2 separate regions of the Mus musculus genome follow, and region 1 is linked to region 2. A link is a contact called in public promoter capture Hi-C data. All regions are on one chromosome and are shown on one strand. The core of a region is the stretch at or near the end of the contact, and the rest is flanking DNA. Distances in the headings are between cores, read along the strand shown. Region 1 has its middle 10 kb from the start of Gm42308. Region 2 overlaps Ttc39b (tetratricopeptide repeat domain 39B).

The links. Promoter capture Hi-C pulls out the DNA fragments that hold promoters and counts their contacts.
Region 1: a promoter capture Hi-C map of embryonic stem cells shows a contact between it and region 2, with 3 times the contacts expected there. The contact joins two enhancer-like sites. A contact is called at or near these places in 6 of 39 promoter capture datasets (the C10 cell line, cranial neural crest, embryonic stem cells and 3 more), 5 of 115 datasets of contacts at active chromatin or transcription factors (all in embryonic stem cells) and 1 of 9 other capture datasets (adipose tissue).

What each region holds. Positions count from the first base shown.
Region 1 is chr4:83,498,788-83,502,839 of GRCm38.p6, forward strand. No RefSeq gene overlaps it. Among named protein-coding and RNA genes, the nearest start is that of Gm42308, 10 kb to the right of the region's middle. Within about 2 kb of position 1,809, at least 69 of the 459 cell types and tissues checked have an H3K27ac peak or open chromatin away from gene starts, as enhancers often do. A contact at or near this core is called in embryonic stem cells, where this site is marked.
Region 2 is chr4:83,242,652-83,246,535 of GRCm38.p6, forward strand. Ttc39b (tetratricopeptide repeat domain 39B) reads right to left here. Exons shown (of 20, transcript NM_027238.2): 10 at 3,622-3,687; 11 at 2,379-2,487; 12 at 1,397-1,464; 13 at 1,253-1,312. Among named protein-coding and RNA genes, the nearest start is that of Gm42307, 40 kb to the right of the region's middle. Within about 2 kb of position 1,355, at least 8 of the 459 cell types and tissues checked have an H3K27ac peak or open chromatin away from gene starts, as enhancers often do. A contact at or near this core is called in embryonic stem cells, where this site is marked.

The DNA of each region.
Region 1 (4,052 bases), core at 559-3,058, 260 kb after region 2:
TTTGCTAACTGAGCATCCAAAGCAGTGAATAAAGAGGACGGTGAGGGGCTGGAGGCAGCCCAAGTCCAGTTCCCAGTTCCCACATGGCAGCCCACAGCTGTCTGTAGCTCCAGGTCCAAGGGCTCCAATGCCATCTTCCAACCTCTGCAGGTCCCAGGCATGCATGTGCAAAGTGCCCATAACACAGAAAATAGAATCACTGAGAAGAATAATTTGCTTAAAAGGAATGAGGAAACACTCTAATAGCTAGATTTCTTGTCAGTATTGTGTCTACTCTGCTCTTGTGAGGGCCTCTTCTACTTTTATATAATTTGAGAGGTGGAAGAGACAGTACTGGACCATAGTCTGCTGTTCTGGTAGGCCATACGTGCTGATAAAGAGATAAAAATCACAAGTAGTCGGGCGTGGTGACACACGACTTTAATCCCAGCACTCAGGAGGCAGAGGCAGGTGGATTTCTAAGTTCGAGGCCAGCCTGGTCTACAAAGTGAGTTCCAGGACAGCCAGGGCTGTACAGAGAAACCCTGTCTCAAAAAATAAAATAAAATAAAATAAAAAATCACAAGTAAAAGTCTAAAAGTCCAATTAATACTGTAAGCCTAGGTTTTACAAACTTCTCGTTTTTTTGTGACAAGGGTGACTGGTTCACACTTCCTATGTCACCAGGGATGACCTTAAACATCTTTCTTCTTGCCTCTACTTTCCAAGTGCCGGGAAAACATAAATAAAACAACACAGCCCTTTTCATGCTGTGGTAGAAATGGAACCCGGGCCTTCATTTGCCTTCTCTGTATAAACTCTACCAACCCAGCTACATTCCCAGTTCCACAAACTTTAATAATGAATATCCGGAGCCAGATATGGTGTGGCCTCCATCCCCAATCCCAGCACGGAGGAGATTGAGACAGAAGGATCCTGAACTGTATAGACAGTTCATAGTGGGTGGGTGGTGGCGTAAGCTTTTAGTCTTAACACTCTGGAGGCAAAGGCCGGGCAGATCTCTGGATTTGAGGCCAGCCTGGTCTACCGCACGTGTTCTAGGACAGCCAGGGCTACACACAAACGCCCTGCCTCAAACAAACCAAACAAAGCAACAAAAAAAGTATAGACAATTCAAATTCAATAATATATCCTATTGCTTTTCCATGGAGCTGTGCTTACACTCAACTGGCCGTTCCTTATCTTACTTTTAACTGTTTGTTTTTATGCATGTGTGTCTGTGTTCATATGAAGGTAGGTGTCTGCTAAGGCCAGAGCTTGGAGCTAGAGTTATATGACACTGTGAGCTGCCTGACATGGGGGCTGCGAACCCATCTTGAATCCTCTGCAAGAGCAGTACCACTTCCTAACTCCTGAGCCATGTCTCCAGGCACCTCTTTGATTTCAGTTTATGACAAAAGAATGTTTTCCCAGAACCAAGACTCCTTCCCCCCCTCATACCATCTCTATCTGATGTCAGCTAAAATATAACATTGGCAATTTTTTTTTTTTTTTTTTGGTTTTTTTTCGAGACAGGGTTTCTCTGTGTAGCCCTGGCTGTCCTGGAACTCACTCTGTAGACCAAGCTGGCCTCGAACTCAGAAATCCACCTGGCTCTGCCTCCGGAGTGCTGGGATCAAAGGTGTGCGCCACCACGCCCGACTCCTGAGAAGGACTCTTGATCAGCAACGAATTTCTATAGTAAAGTAGCAGTCTCCAGGTTCAGGAAAGAGCCCCTATCCGCTGCAGGAACACTTCACTTGTATCTTCATCCTCCGCTTCAACTGAGTGGGCGTGTCTGTTCCATTGATTGGCTGTCCATCAAACAGGAATCTGAGCTGCGGAGTTCACTAACCTTGTCGTTCACAATGGGCTTTCATTGCTTTACTAAGTGGTTCAAGCTTCTTGGATCTTAAATTGCACCACAGAACCATCCGGCCCCACTACCTTCAAAATAATATGATCGTTGTTCTCAGGCTCTGCTCCTCCCTTGGGGTTCTTGTGCAGCTGGGAGTCTCCTCAGCTGCATCTTCACAAAAGAGGTTGGAGGTCCTCACTGAGGGAGCATAGCAGCACTGGGCGGAGGTGGGGGGTGGGAGAGGTGGGAAGGATGGGGGTGGGGGTGGGGTGGGAGGGGTGCGCAAGGGAGCATCAGGCAGAGGGCGCTGCGATTTGCGACTCCTCCTCTCCGCCTTGTGCGCATGAGCATCCTTTACATTTTAATTTTTTTAAAAAAATACATTTTAAAATCTTATTATGGAAAGCGTTGCAAATAAGAAGCACCACACGCTTAGATTCGGGATTTTTTAAAGGAATGGTTTAATTAAATGAAATATTCAACAATTAGGCTTTTTAGTTGATAGTATCAGATTCATAGGAGGTGGGGTGGAGAGTTGTTTTGTTTTTGAGACAGTTCACTCTCTAGCCCTGGCTCTTCTAGAATTGGCTGTGTAGATAACACCGGTCTGGAAACTGCTGGGATTTGCTGGGCCTTGCAATATGCTACCGTACCCCACAACCCCATCCCACCGTGTGTGTGTGTGTGTGTGTGTGTGTGTGTGTGTGTGTGTATGCTTGTTGTTGTTTTGTTTTCATGGCTGGTGTTTTTCCCCTTGAGACCTGCCTTATCTAGTACCTTGGCTACTCCGGCTTACTGTACGTGTTTGTGTGTGGTGCTTGGCAGTAAGTCTAGTGCCCTGTATGTACTAGTCAAGCATTCTACCACTGAGCTGCATTTTCAGCCCTTTCCTCTACACTTTTTTACTTTGAGACAGTCTCAGGAAATTCCCCAGGCTAGTCTTGAACCTGCTCTTATATACCAGACAAGCCTGTGATTTGCCTCGATCCTCTGAGCAGCTGGGATAATAGACTTTGGCCACTGAACCCAGCTTTCTGCTTGCTCTTTTTGTTTTGTCTTGTTTTGTTTGTTGCTCTTGTTGTTGTTGTTTTGAGAGGTAGTATTTCTCTGTATAGCCCTGACTGTCCTGGAATTACCTCTGTAGACTAGGCTGGCCTCAAGCTCAGAGATCCTCACCTACTCAGCTGCCTCCACCTACTGAGTGCGGAGATTAAAGTCATATGCTATCATGCCTGGCCTTCATGCTTATTTCTGATAAACACTTGCATGGTATGACTTTTCCAGTTGTTTATTTTTAATTATATATATGCATATTTATACACATATATTTATGTATAGGTATATATGCACATATATACACATATATTTATGTATATACATACATATATATGTATATATATATATATATATATATATATATATATATATATATATATATATCTTGACCATCCTCTTATTAAACTAACCTGTTTACATATTTGAGGTGTTTCCTAGAAACTCACTGTACTCGGGTCTTGCCTTTTTATGCACAATACTCCCCTCTGTCCTTTAGTCTGTGTATTTAAATGATTGAAGTCATCACTGATGTGTTAGGACTTTACTTTGGAATTCTGCCTTCTCTTCTCTGTCCTTTCCCTTTGTCTCCATTGTTTGCTTTCATACTACCTTCCTGCATGCCACTTCTCTGTTAGTATCCATTTCAGCCTGTCCTTGAGCTGTAAGTCTCTTTGTTTAGATGGTGAGCCTGACTCTGCTGCTGTACCAAAGGAGGCAGGTAGAACGTGTTCCTTCCTCTCTATCCTACACTAGAATTATGCTTCACACACGTAATTCCTGATAGCCTATTTGGTTGACATTGACCAGTCCAAGTGAAGTACAGGATACTTGCTCATTGTAAGTACCTTACCATTCCCACCAGGGCAGACAGCTTTCAGTTACTCTGACTAAAGGACTGAGGCGATCAACTTATAAGGAGGAAAGGTTTATTTTGGCTCTTGATTTCAGAGATTCCAGTCCATGATCACTTGGTCATCTTGTGTTGGACCAGTGGAAACACAGCGTAGCATGATGGGAAAGCATGCTGTAGGAGAACTGATCACCTCATAGTTGCCAAGAAGCAAAAAGCAAAAACAAACAAACAGAGTTACAGAGCTAAGCATAGATAACTGTCATCCTAGCACTTGGGATGTTAAACAGAAGGATTTCCATGAGTTTG
Region 2 (3,884 bases), core at 105-2,604:
AAGAAAAATTGGTAAAGATGTAACCAGGCAAGTCAGGGGGGGGAAAGAATAATTAATAAACATGTAACAAATTCACAAATTTGAAAGTTTGCATAGGAATGTAGCTTAGTGGCAAAGCACTTGCCCAGCCCTAGATTTGACCAGCACAACAAATAATGATAGTAATAATAGAATTAAGTAAAAATTTAAATTCTTTTTTTACACTTATCCCATGGGCAAAAAATTAAAGGACAGATATGTCCCAAGTTGACAAAGAACACTAGATATAAATATAGATATATAAATATAGAATCACATGTTTAAAGCTTCTTTTTTTATGTGTATATGCAAGTGAGTGCCTGCATTGTATATGTGTACCACATGCATGCCTGGTGCCTACAGAGGCCAGGAGAGGGTGTTAGATCCCTTGGAAGCCGAGCAGAGGCTGGTGTGAGCTGCATGACACAGCTGCTGGGAACCCACCTGGGTCCTCTGCAAGAACAGCAAGGGCTCGTAAGCACTGTGGCATCTCTCCAGCCTGTTCACTATTTCTGTACAGACATTTACATCGAAAGATTCTCGAGAAAGGCAATTTGCCTGGATGCCAAAGATGCAAGCATCATCTGACCCAGGATTCTATATCCGTATTTTTGTGCACAGAAATGTTTAGTGGCCAGTCACCAACAGCAGATTACTTTAATAAGTATAAAATAGCCATCTCGGAAAAAGGAAGCCCAGCCCTCAAAATGAACAAAGGGAGACTTAAATGTATGATCTGGAAGGTAGGTCTGCGGTTTAATATAAATAGAAAAAAAAGGTTGATCTTATTTTTATGGAAGGACATCATAGACATACACACACACACACTTCTGTTTGGCTTTAAGAGAATTAATCGCCTAGTTCCTTTGATGAGGAACCAGTATAGTTGCATCATATGTAAAAGATAGGTTCCAAAATCAATGCAAGAATAGATAATGATCAACGTTCTCTGAAGCCTCTTAGATGCCCATAATAAAATGTATTGTTTTACACATTCTTTTAAAAAATATTTTATATACTCCACCAAGAACTACTTCACATATGTGTAAACATATTTTGAGGCAAGTTACTAAGTGTGAAAACATACGTGCACAAAGTAAAAGCTTAGCTTCTCAGAATCACATTCCTTTTATCTCTGCTAGTGCACACAACCAAATTTACTTATACTGTGTGTCCGTGTGACGCAACCCCCACTCAGACACTGCCCTTAAATAACCCTTGCTGACACAGCTACCTTTTCAGTGTTCCCTTTGAGCAGCTCGATTCGGGCATGATAGAAGAGTATGAGGGAGCCCTGTGGAGAGAGGAAAGAACACTCTTCAACAGACATGGCGGCTGTGAGTCACGGCTGAGGCAGACAATGGAACAGTAAGCGTACATTTGGGAACTGTTGAAGGAACGGAGCGAGGAGACTCTCTGCTTCCACAACATTCACTTCTCCTGTACCTAGAAATTGAACAGACAGTGCTCAGTGCTCACGAAACAACCAATAGTGCACATTTACAACCAATTCCCAGCTCTCACTGATACACACACAGCACACACCCGTGGACAGAATAGAAATGATTGTTTTGTGTTTTCATCTGAGAAGGGTGTGGATCAAAGAGCTCCAGGGCAGACAATTTAAGAATGGAGTTGGCTGTCTCAGACAAGTCTCAAGAACGGAGGCGGACGCCGGGCGTGGTGGCGCACGCCTTTAATCACAGCACTCGGGAGGCAGAGGCAGGCGGATTTCTGAGTTCGAGGCCAGCCTGGTCTACAGAGTGAGTTCCAGGACAGCCAGGGCTACACAGAAAAACCCTGTCTCGGAAAACCAAAAAAAAAAAAAAAAAAAAAAAGAATGGAGGCTGCCGTCTCATTGACATTTGAACTTTTCAAGACAACACTACCTCTAAATTTAATTTTCTACAAAATTAAAAAAAAAATGGAAATACTAACACTAATGTGGTAAAAAAAAAATACAGCCACCTAATACATAAATCTTATCTAAGAACAGATTTTAAAATGTCATGAGACATCACACGGCTCAATAATGAGAGCGTTGGCTGCTCTTAAAGAGAAGTTTAATTCTTAGCACCCACATGGCACCTCACAACCATCCGTAACTCCAGTACCAGGAGATCTAATGCCTCTTCTGGCCTCTGTGGACACAAGGCATGCACGTGGTACACTGATACACATGCAGACAAAATGCTCATAGGCACAAAATAAATAACATACATGCATATAAATGACTTCTAAACTGCTCAGTGAAAACAATCCGTCAACTGTCTCTGCCAAAGATCTCTATGATAAATCTCACCATCTTTCATCCAACTCAAAAATTCAAAGTAAGCAGACAGCGACGACCCAACTCTTACCGAGAATGAGGGAGATGTAGGTATGGAAGGCCAGGATGGTAAGGCAACAGAGCGGGGACCGCATGCTGCTTCCTGATGCGCCTTCCCGGAGCTGCAGAAGGCCTAGGTCCTGCAGATAGTAATTGCATTACAGAGAGAGAAAAATCTGACTGACAAAAAACTACATTTGGAAATTCTCACATCATTCATCCGTCCTGCACTCCATAAACTTGGGGTTTCATTTTTCACCAGCTTAGAATAATGGCAGTATTTAAATAGAAACAATCGTCACAGTTTAAACTGGCATAAGACTATCTGATAGATCCTTTCATAACTGTCCCAATCAGCTCCAGTTGTCCACTTAATACAGCCCAGAGTCATCTGAGAGGAAAGCTCACACTGAGGAATTGCCTAGCTCAGACTGGCCTGTCCATGCCTTTGGAGGATCATGCTTGATGCAAGAAGACCGCCCACTGTGAGTAGCACCAATCCCTAGGCAGGTGGTGCGGGGCTGTACAAGAAAGATAGCTAAACATGAGCCTATACATAAGCAAGCAGGATGGCAAGTCAGCAGACAGACTTCCCTCACAGCTCCTTCCTCCAGGCCCCTGCCTTTAGTCCCTGACCTCACAATGGACTGAAACCTGGAAGTACAAGACGAAATCAACCCTTTCCTCCCCTCCATGGTTTTCGTTCACAGTGTTTCATCATAGCAACTGTTATCAAACTGATCCATGTTGATTATGTGATTCTACGGAGAGGAATAAACGGCTCATTCCCAAGTAATGCTGTATTTTTCTCTGATAAAATTTCCGATTTACATTCTGAGCTGCTAGGGGCTTGTCTCAATGGTAGAGCACTTACCCAAGCACGGGTAAAACCAGGCCTGGGTTTCATCCCTATCACCACAGAAGACCATACTGAGTTTCAAGCTCAATGTACTGTGATGGTCAAGAACACAGGATTCTATGCCTACAGAGACCCCGCCGCCCAACAGGGAAGGTGGAACAGGAACTCACAATTTTATGGGACCAGAGTGAGCACCATCGGCTAGGTGAATGCATGAATCTGAACGTTAGGAACACTTGCGCCTCATTTGGGGAAGTATGGGAGAATACTCCGTGGAAGAGATAGTATTTATCTCAAACCAAGAAAAGAGGCACTCTTCAGAGAACACCATTTGAAAAGAAGCTGGGTGGAGAAGATCACTATAACAGAGAACAACAGAAATTTCTTCAAAATTAAAACAAAATGCAACTTTTACCCTGTTTCCAGAAAATCCAATAAATTCTAGTAACCGGATGATTCTTGCTGGTAAAAGAGAGAGCATCTGTAAGGAAAAATAGAGATGTAAGTGCACTGGCATGTTAGACTCTGACTACAGACAGCCCACGTGAGTGAGCTTATGTGTGAGGCTGACTATAGGCTGCCAGTGGCTAACCCTAACCTGTTCAAAAGCCCTGGAAGCCAAATCAAGTCTAACCTGACTAGGACTCAGTAAGGAGACAATAAAGTCTGGCATCTCCG